Regions from separate parts of the Rattus norvegicus genome. Here region 1 is linked to region 2. A link is a contact called in public Hi-C data. All regions are on one chromosome and are shown on one strand. The core of a region is the stretch at or near the end of the contact, and the rest is flanking DNA. Distances in the headings are between cores, read along the strand shown.

Evidence for each region. Hi-C and Micro-C count contacts between places; a contact is called where the count stands out from the background.
Region 1: a Hi-C map of kidney shows a contact between it and region 2, with 7 times the contacts expected there. The contact joins two enhancer-like sites. A contact is called at or near these places in 10 of 12 Hi-C or Micro-C datasets (the A7r5 cell line, the Rat2 cell line, Schwann cells and 5 more).

Annotation. Positions count from the first base shown.
Region 1 is chr14:43,839,992-43,847,763 of GRCr8, forward strand. Klf3 (KLF transcription factor 3) reads right to left here. Exons shown (of 6, transcript NM_001105742.2): 2 at 6,080-6,175; 3 at 122-605. The coding sequence starts at 6,136. Among named protein-coding and RNA genes, the nearest start is that of Klf3, 6.9 kb to the right of the region's middle. Within about 2 kb of position 5,445, at least 16 of the 93 cell types and tissues checked have an H3K27ac peak or open chromatin away from gene starts, as enhancers often do.
Region 2 is chr14:43,790,794-43,797,779 of GRCr8, forward strand. No RefSeq gene overlaps it. Among named protein-coding and RNA genes, the nearest start is that of Tlr10, 29 kb to the left of the region's middle. Within about 2 kb of position 5,263, at least 2 of the 93 cell types and tissues checked have an H3K27ac peak or open chromatin away from gene starts, as enhancers often do.

The DNA.
Region 1 (7,772 bases), core at 4,195-6,694, 49 kb after region 2:
CCGGACAGGCCAGGATGTCCTTTTGAGGAAATAACAGCTCTGCCTAGTGTCCTCACCAGACTTCTGGCAGAGATGCCATCTACTAAGCAGGTGCTGGGTGTAGGGGCATGGCACAATTTACCTGGCATGCCGCTGTTTGAATTGTCCATTTCTTCTGACAAGGAGACCATGAGAGGCTGCTGCAGGTGGCTGGTGTACATGAAGGGGACAGGTTGTACCACGACGGGCTGGATGACAGGGAGGATGCCCGGGCTCCGGATCCCATGTCTGGTCAGTGCAGCGGCCATCACAGGTGGCATGGACAGTGGTACTCCGAAGGGTTGCACACCAGGAGAGGGGGGTGAGTATTTCTTAATGGGTGGGCTGGAGGAAGGCATGCTGAGCCCCGGTGATGCTCTCCGGTGTGATGGAAATTTCAGAGAGGAAGGAGAACCAGCAGCAGAAGGCGGGGAGCCCCGCTTGTTCACAGTGAGGTCCACAGGCTCCATCTGTATCCCGTGAGCGAGGCCTTCTGGGGTCTGGAAGAACTTGTCAGGTAATGGTGTAGAGTAAATGACCCCATATTTGTTGGGCTTCATTGATTCTATGTAATTTGATGGGTAGGACTATGAGAAACAAGAGGGAAAAAATGGGTAAGTATAAGGAGACATACTCTAGATCTAGAGGTGTGTGTTCCCCCAAAAAGCTATGAGAGAAGGTTGGCAAATGCTAGAAAATAAGGTTGCTGGGACCCAAGAAAAACTGGAAATTGAATTCACGACTTTCATATTCAGCGAGAAGGCTAATACTGTCAGGCTTCTAAAGCTGTGCATCACGGAGGGCTTGGGGCCTTCATTAGGAGTCAGCAGTGAGTTCGAGAGCAGGTCAAGTTATATAACCTGAGGGGTTTTTTGTTTTGTTTTGGAGACAGAGTCCAGATGTACTCCACAGCTGTAAGACTTCAAACTCCGTAAGATCACAGCAAACCCAAAGATGGCTAGGCACACTGTTACGAATACTGATTGGGTGACTAGGAGAGCAGCAGCCTCAGATGACAAAGACTTCTGTCACCTTTCTAGCAAAGTCTTCAGTGACAGGGATAAAGAGTAAAAAGACAAATGTAAAAAAAAAAAGACTTCTAATCCTGTGCAGAAATATGCAAAGGAATGAGACCAGAAGGTACGAGACGAGGTTTGGGGGTCAGCTGTCAGCAGGGATGGAAGGGTGAATAAAGACAACCCTAGATCTCCTCCCTCCTCTTAATTAATTACAGAATCTAACTCTACAGCCCAGGCTGGCTTTGAACTTGTAGCAATCCTCCTGCCTCTGCCTCCAAGTGTTGGTCTGCACCAGCATGCGCCACTCTGCCTTCCGCTAGAACTAGCCAAACCCACAAGTCTACCACAAGGCAAGAGTTCATACAGCAGCATGGACATTAAGCCTATTTAATTAAAACAGGTGTTATTAGGGGTTGGGGATTTAGCTCAGTGGTAGAGCGCTTGCCTAGGAAGCGCAAGGCCCTGGGTTCGGTCCCCAGCTCTGAAAAAAAAAAAAACCAAAAAAAAAAAAAAAAAAAAAAACCAAAACAAAACAGGTGTTATTAAAAGAAAAGGCTCACTTAAAGAGGGTCTCAATAATTAACTCCAGGGAGAAGCTTCACACGCTTAAAGGACATAGTTCTGATGGGAGGCCCGACTTCATGAGATGGATGGAGGGCAGCAGTGGGTAGTGCAGCACCTTCCTCTGTCAGCCCTGTTCTTCTGAGACCTCCCACTGACCTAGATGTTGATGCCCAGTTACTGGCAGCTGAACAGGAAGCAGAATGAGGACTTCCATGGCTGCCACCGCTGGATTTTTTAACCCGTGGCACAAATTTAAGATTAAGTGGGAATTCAAATCCTGGGGAATTTGCAAATTTAATAATATCCTCAGGGTTCTCAAAGTCACCAAGGAAGAAAAGGGCCACACATCAAGCTGAGTTTAAGACACACTGTGGGGGTTGGGGATTTAGCTCAGTGGTAGAGCGCTTGCCTAGCAATCGCAAGACCCTAGGTTCGGTCCCCAGTCCAAAAAAAAGAAAAGAAAAAAAAAGACACACTGTGCATCTACTGTATCTACTTAGTGCAAATGGATGTCCCTCTCCTCTGTACTGCCTTCAAGTCTCCTTCAAAGACCCAGGCTAGGTGTAGGGAGGTCCTCTGGGACGGACACTCTACCCCGGGTACAGAATTAACTATTTCCAGTCCAACTGCCTCACAAAAGAGTGAAGAAATATAGTCCTTCCTTGGCTCGCCAGAAGTCTGAGAATCTTCTTTAAGCCAGGTTTAAGTATTTGGGTAGAGCACACAGCCTACAACAGCGGCTGGCACCCATCCAAAGGCAGGCGCCCTATAAAACCTGATGCATACAGGTGTGACTTGTGATGCAAATTCCACTAAGCTACCTCCCTCCTCTAGACCACTCCTGTCTTCTAAGTACACAGGTATTCCTGAACAGGTCTCAAATATACACCAGAAGCAAATGTTGGATGGAAAATTTCTCTGGGCATTGACAGGTGTGGATGGACCCCGCAATGGTCTCCACTGCCTTCTGCGACATAGCTGTCCAAAGACAAGACACAGACAAAGCCCTACCAGCTCCACCCCAGCCCTTTCCTTTCTTCTTTTGAGATGTGCACTGAGTGTCCCCCACCTCTGCTGTGTGTGTATATGTGCTGACTGCTGCTTGTCATCAGAATGTGAGGCAAGAGCTTCATAAGTTCTCAATGAATGTCTGGGATGAATTAACCTGCTTTCTGCAAGTCTTCGATCCTGGCAAGGTTAGGTAGGGGCAGTAACAATACTTTTGATTCTCGAATACATGAGGATTGGGTGGGGATGGGGTGGGGAGGGAGGCTTGGACACTCTCCCAGAGGTCTCACCATTACTTTATAAAGTGAGACTTTCCAGTCTCGTATTTTTATTAGGAGCAGCGTTGAAGGGTTCTCTTCACAAGACAGTAAGTGGGTGGGACAACTGACACGAACAGGAAGTCTCTACTGCTAATGGACATGAAAACAAGGGGCATCTGAGACGGGCTGCTTAGGAGCCCTCAGACCACAGGTGGGGCTGTGTGCACAGGAAGGCGGAAGGTGTGGCACATTCATAAACACTTGCTCTGGGCTCAGCAAACGCTCTGAGGCAAACAGAAGGCTTTCTGTCCACCTGGCCCAGGAAAACCACCAAGGGTTCTGTTGGGACAGAGCAGGGGAAATTACTGGTTTTAAGTACTTCTCAAAGTACAAGGAGTCTGCTGGGTGACAAGATTCACCAGAAAAAGAAAAGAAAAGGAGAAAAAAAAAAAGGGAATTTATAGAAGGATTAAAAAGTATTTTGGGGTTTATTTTTTTCCTCCTTCAATTTTTTTTTCTGATTGCCTGAATCAATCAGAACCCTAGATTTCAATCTTTTCTGTAAGGCCCTTCAATCACTTGTCCAGAGCTTAACACAGTTTGTATTTCAGTAAAGGAATGGTGTTTCTTCACTTTTTCTATTGCACTGGCTAGGATTTCCTTTTAAAAAGAAAAAGGTGGTAGTGGGGACTGACAACAGACATACAGTCACAAGAGCCTTGTCATTTTTTTTAAATTTTTTTATTTTTGTGTGTGTTGGGATTTAAAAGAAAACTCTTGAGGCTGGAGAGATGGCTCAGTGGTTAAGCGCTCTGGTTGATCTGGCAGAGGACCCAGGTTTGGTTCCCAGCGCCTACACGGCAGCTAACCAGCCTGTGGCTCCAGTTCTAGGGGATCCAATATCCTTTTCTGGCATCCTCAAGACACCGCATGTATTGACACATATACACGCATGAAATCCTAGCATGCAGAGGGCTGAGGCAGGAGGACTGCCTTGAGTTAAGGACAGTATGGGATATACAGCAAGACTCTGTCTCAAACGAAACAAAAACAAACCGACAAATGTCCTAGGCTGCCATTAACATGTGCTTTCTGACTCCTCCAGTTCTTCCTGTCAGAATGAGGGAGAGGAAATTTGTAGAGCTGACAGCACAAACTGAAGGTCTTTTTACTCCCTGCACAGTAAGGACTAAAGCTAACTTTTGGAACTAGAATCAAATGCTGTGTCAAGTGGACTGACCACTGGCACATGAAGGAGGTAATTTATTACAAAAAATATTTTTACATATTTCAACTTTGTGCGTGTGCTGTCTTTGTTTTAGTTTTGTTTTATTGGCCAACTAGACCCACGTTTGGGGTGCCTAGGAAGAGGGAGGTCAACTGAGAAACAATTGTCTCTATCAGACTGGCCTGTAGGCAAATCTGGGGCATTTTCTTGACTAATGATTAATGTGAGAGGAATCACCCTTGGGCCAGTGGTTCTTGGTTCCATTAGAATTTGTTCATTAGAATTGCAAGCCAGTGAGGAGAGCTCTTGCAAGGTCTCTGCCTCAGGCTCCTACCCAGATTTTCTCAGGGATGGTGTGACCTGGAGCTGTGAGCTGAAATAAACCATTTCCTCCCCAAGCTGCTTCTGGTCATGGCGTTAAGTGCAGCAGTAGAGGCAAAGTTACAGCCGTCCTAATGTATAAAATAAAATTTTCTTTTTTTTCCCCTCCAGTGAAGCACATGTTCCTGGTACTTGGTACTCTCATACCCCCATAATGTCGGGGTCCTTGCCTTAACTGCAACTGGGTTTGTGAGCTTGTTTTCATCCCTGATTAAGACACTGGATGTACATTAGTTAAATGTATCACTGATGGCCATGTGACATTCATAAACATTATAATTTCCAGTTACAAAAATACCGATGTGGCTATCTTTTAACTTTCATATTTCCAGAAGATCATGATGTAACAGTTGAGAGAAAGGGGGCTGAAGGATAGTGTAGTGAAGCCTTAGCCCAGCGTCCTCCACCTTCCTAAGGCTGCAACCTTTTAATACAGCTCCTCATGTTATGGTAACCCCCAACCGTAACATTATTTTGTTGCTACTTCATAACTGTAATTTTTACTGTTATGTGATGTATGTAATTGTAATGTAAATATCTGATATACAGGATATCTGATCCTCAGCCCCACAAAGGGGTCGAGACCCAAAGGTTGAGAATCACTGCCTTAGAAGAAAAGTCTATTTTTTAAAAATGAATATAATTTTAATTGTTCAGCTATTACACTCAGGCACATGATGGCTGCATTATTGTGCTAGGATGTAAATGCTATTTCCTTAAAGATGCTCTCACTGACTTTTTGTTGCAGATGACAGTAAATACATCACCCTTAGTAGTGGCCACGGTCACTGAGTTCCAAGCACCTTGGAGTGACCCTGGTCTTGTATAAGTATTTCTGGCAGGAACTTCTATAGCCAGTGGATTCAGGATGATCTAATTTTGCAAGTGTGTCATTCCCAACCTTCAGATACACATCCAGGCCAAGATATTTTTCCCCTTGTGAATATTTTCCGATCCCGTGGAGGAAAAGAGCAGGGCAGGCTGGGAAAGCTGACTTGTTAGTCAGTGGCTACTAAACCACATCCTTGTGTCTAAGCTGCTCCTGCCTTGAAAAGTCGGGCACCTCCTTGTCACCTGTGTCTCATCTCTGTGGCCCTACACAAACACTTGGACCAAGTCTTAGTCTCCCGGTGTCTGAGTCTCACTATGGCCTGACTCCCAAGAGGGGATGACTTAGCACTAAGACTTAGAAAGAGACCGTAGATGTAATTCCCACCCAGCCACACACTCTTCCAAGTGAAATACGATCTGGTCTCCCTGCCAAGTCCCCTCTCTGGCTGGCTTCTCCTCAAGCCATCCCTCCTAGAGCCGCAGCCCCATATGGCTTCTGTCAATGCTTTCTGTCTTCCTCTTGAAAAAAAAAATCACTTTATTCTCAAAGCGTTTTACACATACATTTGTGAACCTACTTTCACTATGAACAGATCGGCCTACGGCTGACCCTATCTCGGGGCGTGGGGGTAGTGGCACCTTGTTTATTACCGGGGGCTTTGAGAAACACCACCTGTCAAACGCCTGTCAAACAAGAAGCACTTTAGGAAACAAACAGGACACACAATGTTATATCAGTTAAGAGAGCTTATCAGTTTGGGGAAGCTTACCACCGTGACGGGGTCCATGGCCTCTTGCTTGACAGGGACTGGGTCAAACATGAGCATTCTTTTGGTTAAGCCTTCTAGGGTGTTCTGATGTCTGGCCTAGAAAACAAAACAGCATGCCTGGTCTGAATTCTGAGGTCACATAAACTAAGAAAAAGAAAACATCCCTTTACCTCCTAGTTTCACTCGTCTTCTCTCTCACTTCCCATACGTACTATGAAGAAGATGGCCTTTCGCATAATTAAAACCAGGCCTCGGAGGCAGAACTAAGTGGAAGAGGCATTTCTAATAGAGCTACACAAACCCTGACATTTCTGGAACAATATGTACAGCCTCTTCTGCCAGGAAACCTTGCATGGCATCCCTGGGCAGCTCAGTAGAAGGTCCGCCCCATCCCCGTGCTTGTCAGGAGAAAACAGTGAGGAAGAAACCCAGGAGCAGCCACCGCTGACACCCCGGTTTTAATCTTCCAAACCTGTTTAAGCGAGCATGTGGCACACACAGTCTGGTCCCTGTATGGTCACTCAATTCTTTATTGATGTACAGACTCAGACCATCAAACCACCCTGCTCTGTGACAAGATCAGTTTAAATTGTCACCTTTGGCTGGGGGTGGTGGTGCACACCTTTTACATCAGCACTCCGGGAGGCAAAGGCAGGTGAGTTTGAGGCCTGCCTGACCTGCAATGTAAATTGAGGACAACCATGGCTACACGGAGAAACCCTGCCTCAAAATAAAACTGAACAAAACGTGTCACCTTTCATTAGAAACAGGGGCTAATGAGATTGCTCGGCAGACCAGTGTGTCTGCTAAGCCTGCCTACCAGTTACCACAGAGATCGTGAGCAGGCTGCCCTCTATTTTGTGCGTGTACACACACACACACACACACACACACACACACACACACACACAACACACACACACACACAGAGGAATAAAACAAAAAAAGCATTGTTGCACCCTTATGCTTCCAACAGTTTCCAAACTGTTCACTACTAGAAATAGCCCAACACTCTGCACTTGTATCCTACACAGTTTAATTTTTAAGACAAAGTCTCTAAAGGGGAATTTTTTGCTTTTCATTTTGATTGATGGTCTCCCCATGATACATCGTTTCTTTTTGAGTTACTAATGCTGAACATTTTCATCTTTCTTTGTCATTTACATTTCTTTGAGAAAAGTCCACTTGGATTTTGAGACACACCCTCACCCACAACAGTTTTCTAGACCCCTTTCCTATAAGAGCTTGCAGTCACTCCAGTGAAGGCAGTGCCCACCTAGAGCTTGTCCTGCTCTGTAATTAGAAACCCGCTGCACAGACCCACCGGCCAGCTGCTACAGACTTCACACAACGGCAGAGCCTTACTATCCCAACTTGGTTTACGTGCTTAGCGAGCGCTTTGACTCAAGCCAAGGTTCGAGTGGCTAAATGAGCAAGTTTCTCCTGAGAAAGTGGCCCACTGGTAAACCAAACACTATGAAGACTGAGAGAGGGGGACTCCCACAAGCATGAGGCTAGCCTGGGCTACATATCAAGACCCTATCTCAAAAAAACTAAAAACTCTGTAGAGATGGCTCAGTAGTTAATACATAACTGTTCTTGCATCAGAGTGGCTCATAGTCATCTATATCCTCAGTCCTAGGGGACCCATGGGCAGCATGGGCACCCTCTCCTGACCTCCATGGGCACTTGC
Region 2 (6,986 bases), core at 4,013-6,512:
CAACCCTGAGTGACTCCCACAGTGACTTTCCACCTGACCTACTCTGAGACTATTTTGTTAGCCATACTGCCAAAGCCTCCTCCACTCAGAACACTAACCCATGTTCTTGGGTCACTCCAGAAGGCTAATTGTCACAGGTCTCTCTGACAGAAGGCAAATAGCAGCAAATATCATGCCATTTGCCCTGCTCTGTCTTTCTGGAACTCTTCAACTAGGAAGAGCTCCCAGTCCCTGGCTAGTGTTCATTGTCCTGCTGACAGCATCTGGGATCACCTGGGAGATGAGCCCCTCTTTATGCCTAGGAGGGCTTATCTTGATTATATCAATTGGTGCAAAAAGACCCATCTTAACTGCAGACAGGACAATTCCCAGGTAGTGATGTTTGGACTGTATACATGGAATGGAGCAGTATGATTAGTGGATGTGACGTGAGCTGACGCATCAAACTCCTGCTTTCTTGACTTCAATGGAACCCTTGAGCTGTGAGTAAAAATAAGCCCCTCGAAGCCCTTGACCCTGCCAAGGTTGGATCCCCAGTGCAGGGGAATATGGGGGGCAATAAGGGGGAACGTATAGGGGAATGTATATACCCGTATGGGGGAGGGGGAGGGGAGGGAATGAGGGCTTATGGACAGGAAACCAGGAAGGGGAATAACCTTTGAAATGTAAGAAAAGAAATATATCTAATAAAAAATTTAAAAAAAAGAAATAAGCCCCTCTTCCCTTAATTGCTTAGGCAGGCTCACAGTTCTCCACTTCTTTACTTTGTCTGCCCTTCAGTTCATTTATTCCTTCATTCATGCACGTCTGTCTGTCTGTCCATCCCCCCCCATACAATCAAAACCACATGCCAATTGTGTCAGGCACTGAGCTAAGGTCTGGACAGACAGAAACAGGACGAAAAGGCCCCTCCCCACTCTCTCATAAAGCCCCCACCCCAGTGAGTTTAAGTGGAGAGGGTGGCTGTGCTGGGGGCTTGAGGAACGTCAGAGATGGCACATTGTAGGCTCAGAAAAGGCGTAGCACAAATTGTACATCTGAGTAGAGTTTTTCCACACCAGAATGCTCAAAAGTCATTCCTGCCACACCATCACCATGCTGAAACCTACCTTTAAGCTTACCTGCCTGCTGCATTGTTCAGATACAACGTCCCATCATCACCACCTTTTCTAAGGCCTGCCCTGTTGTCTGCCCTACTTCCAACCCTATCAGAGCACAGTGCTCAGGTACCCTCATCCCCTAAAATCTCTTCTGTGTCTACTTCCCTCCCACAACCACTAGAATTTGATCCAAATGGTCACAGATATCTCTAAGGTATCCTAGTTATTTCTAGTTCATTAACACACACACACACACACACACAGAGAGAGAGAGAGAGAGAGAGAGAGAGAGAGAGAGAGAGAGAGAGAGAGGTGCACCATATACCTTAATACAATGGATCTGAGTGTGTATAAATTTGCAGATACAAGCATCATGTGTATGTAAGTCCTATTATGTATGTGAATGTGCAACTGTATAAACTCCGGTTTTCTGAGAATCCTAAGTGCTTGGTTGAGATTAGCTGTTGCTTCCTCAAAAAACAAAGCTGCAGCCAGCTTTTCAATCTCAGAAATAAAAGAGCATCCATGGATAATTTTGCCATAAGAGACAAAGCTGGGGCACCCAGCAGATGTTGGAAGCACTTGAGTGATATGAGATGTATTCTACCATTTACCTTTGAGAAAGGATTTCTTTGCTAGCAAGAGCCTGAGCCTCTCTCTCTCTCTCTCTCTCTCTCTCTCTCTCTCTCTCTCTCTCTCTCTCTCTGTGTGTGTGTGTGTGTAGTATCCTTCTTAGTATTGATACAGCCCTTCTTCTTGTGTTCAGGAGAGATCGGCTCTAACTTTCATCCCAGTCTTTCAAATAAGGAGGATAAAACATGGAGAGATTCAGGAACCCAAAGTCACAAGGAACCAGGACTGATGTGGGGGCAGCCTGGCTCTCATGTCCCAGCCTTTTCCTCACTAATGTTCACTGCCATTGCACAGTACTGACGTTTACCAAGCCACTCAACCTTGGAAGGACAGGAAGAGGAGTCATGGAGAAGGGGGAGGCAGGACCTTTGAGACCAGCTCTTGCTGGAGGTCTTGTTCCTTCCTGGATCTCCAGCAGATGGCACTCATGGCCTAAATTACGTGGGCTGCCACTTGAGAAAAAACCCGGATCCTAAACATTTGTCCCTTAGTCTTGAAATATTTTGAGTATACTAATTGGATCCAGTACATGGGAAAAAGTAAGTTGATGTTCCAGAACATTTCTTGGAGGACTTGCAAAATGGGCATTGATAACCAAGAGCCTAATAAACTAGGCTTACTGCTAGACAATGGGGAAAACCTGCTCAACATTGGCTTGCAGACCATTGACAGAGTGGAGTGAAGCCCTATGCTTTTGTAAAGTTTGGGAGCAATTCAGCCTGTCCACACCTTTATGCTGGGGGAGTTTTCTTTCTAGGGGTATATGTCACATCCCTTGCAGGAAATTATGTCAGAGAGATGATCCAGGAAGGCCACACCTATCAGAGGTCAGATGCAGAACCGCCCCCGGAACAGTCTCTGTGAGGTGTTCTTTGCAATTCTTTATCCTTTCAGTACATGCAGTTAACAATGAGTGTAGTCTATTTTTATTTTTTGCTCATTGGTGTTTTGCCTGCATGTATGTCTGTATGAGGGTCTCAGAGCTGGAGTTAAGCTGTGAGCTACTTCGTGGGTGTTGGGAATTGAAACTAGAGTCCTCTGGAAGAACAGCCAGTGCTCCTAACCATTGAGCCATCTCTCCAGCTCCCTCTTTTTGGTTTTTCTTTTTTTTTTTTTTTTTTTCCCCGGAGCTGGGGACCGAACCCAGGGCCTTGCGCTCACTAGGCAAGTGCTCTACCGCTGAGCTAAATCCCCAACCCCTCTTTTTGGTTTTTCAAGACAGGGTTTCTCTGTGTAGTCCTGGAACTCTGTACTAAGTTGACCTGAACTCAGAAATCTCGACTGCCTCTGCCTCCCAAGTACCAGGTTGAAAAGGCTTGTGCCACTTGGAAGCTTTTAGGGCAAATGGGCCAAGTTGTTTTTCTGATTATACAAAAGTTTTTCCATGTCCCTGTTACTCTGAGGAGACCTGATAGTTTTGGGGGACACTCATCAGTCTCTGTTATAGTTTACTTGTATCCTACGAAGCCCATATATGCAAGTCATGAGGTGATGTTGTAAAGTGCTGAGGTCCTGAATGGGTGGGGCACTGCCCCGCCTCTTATTGCTGGAAGAACCAGAGCTAGGTGCTCCCATGACCAGAGATGGACATCTCACCAGGTACAAGATCTATTAGTGCCTTGGTCTTGAACTCCCAAACTCCCAAACTCTCAACAACGTATTTTTGTTGTTTGTAAAGAATATAAGCTTGTGACATTTTACTGCAGCAGACAAAAAAAAAAAAAGACACCCCAAAATGACCCCTTTTCTCTGTGTCCTGTGACATAAGAAAGTAGACTTCAATGTTAACTCAGGGAACGTCCTGGTGGCAGCCTCCAGCCAGGGTCTAGGTTCAGAACCTACTTTTTCCTCTTGTGGACTCAGCAGCAGCCCCTGGGCAGCCTGCTCACTGGCTCTGGACCACAGCTTCCTCACTAGTGAAATGAAAACAGTGAGCTTCACCCTCAGTGTGATCCACAAGTAACCTAAGGGTCTGAGGCTTAGTGGGGGGCGCACAGCAAGCCCTCTGTACGCTTAGTGGCTGTGTTTGTGCAGGTCAGGGCTCCATAGAAAGGAACATTGTCATCTCTCATTGCCAAGGTCTTCGCTGATGTCCCAGCAATTTCTTCTACTCTGGGTGACATGACCAAACCTCAGTCTTCCCCAGGGAGCATGATATCCCTCCCTCTCTCTTTCCCAAATGCAACCCTCCCCGCCCCACTTCTGGTCGGTGTAGGGACTCTGTTCCCTGGAGTCGGGTGCACTTGTCCCTCAGAACCAACAAGCTTAGAGGTCAGCTGAGGTTCAGGAGGGCCTCTATTTTATTCACTGTTTATAGATCTGTAGAGTTTGTAAGTCAAAGGCCCATTTGGGGCCTCCAGAGCCAAGGCCAAGAGGGCAAGCACACAATGCAGCCCTTCTTTGGAGGCCTTGTTTACCTTCCGGGAGCAGGCAGGGTGTGGCAAGAACTTCTGGGTGGCGAGAATTGCAGGGTGTGGTGAAAATGCTGGGTGTGGCTGCCCAGGTCAGGCCTTGAAAAAAGCTGCCAAGCAACAAGTAGGGGACCCAGTGGCCCAGGTCTGATGGTGGGGAAGTGGCTGGTGGTATCTGTTGAGGCCTGGTTCTGTGGTAGAGTAACTATAGCCCTGACTCCCTCACTTGCCAAACACAATAATAGGATAGCACATCAAGAATTTAACTCCCTTCAACATGCCCTCCATAGCTTTCTTGTCATGTTAAAAAGTAAGCCCCAGGGGACTTCGTGGGAGTCTTGGCACCACATTCACAGTCTTTGGGACCTTGGTGAATTGGCTGGAGATTTTAACTTAATTCATATGCACTCGTAGCATTTCTTCCATCTAAGCTTGGGGCTGAGCCTGGATCCATCCAGGTTCAAGTGACCAGGGACTGTCAACCATCCATGAGAATTATTTTGGAGACTGTAGAAGACCTGGTAGGGTTCAGGGAAGAAATGAGTCTGGACTGGGAGCCAGGAAGCTATGCTTTACCCTCTAGCTCACTGGGTGAGACATTCACCTGGAATAAGACCCAAGGAAGAGTCAGGATTCCACTCCCTATGTTTACTGTGAGGATTAAAAGGGCCACTGGCTTAGAACAACTGTGGTACAGGGAAGCTTCTGTAGAGATCCAAGGCATTCACCCTCCCCAGGATGGCTCACATGTGTCCTTCAAGCCCACGAACCTCATGTACCCAGGATAGGAACAAAATCATAAAGTTACTTCAAACATTCTAAGATCATTTACAATTAAAACAAAAACAAAACAACTCCATTGCATAGTTCTGGAGGAAGCTCAACACCTCTTCTACTTGGAAGCCCAGACTTTCTGGGGTTAGAGAAACACTGGGAGAACGTGTGAGGTTCCCATTTCAACTTTTCAGGGCTCACCTACCACCCCACACCCACAGCCATTGTCACTCAAAGGTTTTAAGCCCTGTGTAAATGTTGATCACACAAATCCGTGTTCCTCGGCTTGGTTGTCTGAGCGTGCTGTCTCGGGGTGTTCCAAGTTGCTATTTTGGACTCTAGCCAAAAAAGACCGACTCTATCCCATGAGAAAACAGATGGCCTAAGACTGTAATACAACAAGTCTGGGAGTGAATCTCAACTTTGGGGGTTTTAGTTTGGGGATTTCTCTATTTGGAAAAGATATAAAGTACAGAAAAGTACAGTCCTTGGTGCATACTGCAAGTGAGGACGGACCGGGAACTCCTGTATGGGGTGGATGTTCCCGGAACAGTGCGAGCGAGAAGAGTGACCCAGAGGCCTGGTGATGGGGTTGAAGGTGGGCCAGCCTGGGTTTAGAGGCTTGATGTAGGTGTGGGAGAAGCAGGTGGCCTTGAGGGACCTTCCAAATCTTGGCAAGATTGTGCAGTGGGATGTACTGGATGCCCGCCCGGCAGGTTCCCAGAACAGTCTCAGAAGCTCTGTGAGGGCACAGGACTCTTGTGTCTTATGGTGAGAGACTCCCGGGTCGATGGCTTTGGCCTGGAAGTAGGAGTTTGAGCTAGAGTTTCTTCCACCCATCCCCACTCCACCCCGCTTGGTATTACAGAGAGACCCACAGGGCAAAGTCCAACGGAGCCGAACCTCTAGCATGAAGAGACGCTTTAGAAATCCACAACCAGACAGCATCACTATTTCATTTAGATTCAGTTTGATTCAATTGGACAGATATTCCTAAGTGTGTACTGTGTGCCAAGTGCGGGGCTGGAATATAGAAATGAGGAGACAGACAACTCCTGACACATGTTCGATTACAAACCTATAGGGAGAGACAGACGAAAACACAAGTATGTTGTTATTTAATTTTCAACCGTCCTGTGCGCCGTGGGACAGCTGTGACATTGCCTCCAGGGACAGAGCTGTTTTGTGGCTTCCACCCCATCAGTAGATCTGCTGGCCCCAGAAGCAAAGCGGTAGCCAGTTAGCCACTAGCTCCTCAGTCTTCTCAGCCCCTCCCTGTACTTACTGCTTCCTCCAGTTCAGCGGTGATTTTGAAAGCTGTTGGGTTTTTGTTTTTTTTTTTTTTCAATTGAACCTGGTTTTTCCAGTTTCTCTTGGCAGAAACTCTGGTCTGCTGAAGACTCCTGCATCCAACACAGAAGTAGAAATCTCCTCTTTTACTTTCGTGTATTTCTTTCTTGTTTGGTGGATGTGTGTGTGTGTGTGTGTGTGTGTGTGTGTGTGTGTGTGTGTTGCTGTTGGTTTTGGTTGATGTGTGTTGTTGTGTGTAGTTGTTGCTGCTGCTGCTGTTGTTTTAACACACAAATTACATATGAATGTAATATCTTCACACAAAGTTTACAAAGTATTTGGGACCACCTGACTCCTCTTTGCCCTTGCTTCCTTGAGTTCTTACGGTGGTGACTTTCCCCCAAGGCTGTGACATCCATGGCCACCCTGTTCCTCTCTTTATTTGGTAGCTAGGGAGAAAGGAGGCGGCTTAGCCTGGTGGGCGAACTTGGCAACAAGCTGAGGACAAGCTCAGCTTAAACTTTCACTTTCTTGCTATCTGCAAGAAACACTAACCCTCCACTGTGCGTGCACTCCTCCCCCCTCAGCTGGCAGTTACTGCAGAACTTCTTCAGTGTTCCTCACTGGCAGCCCCTTTTAACTGGAGAAAATTTTATGCAACCCTGGATATATATGGTATACAGTTTAAACATTGACAGAAAAATAAATAATAAAGAAATGTATTTTAAAGCAATTATTTGGTCTATGTGTAATTTTATCACTTGTTAAAGACAAGTGT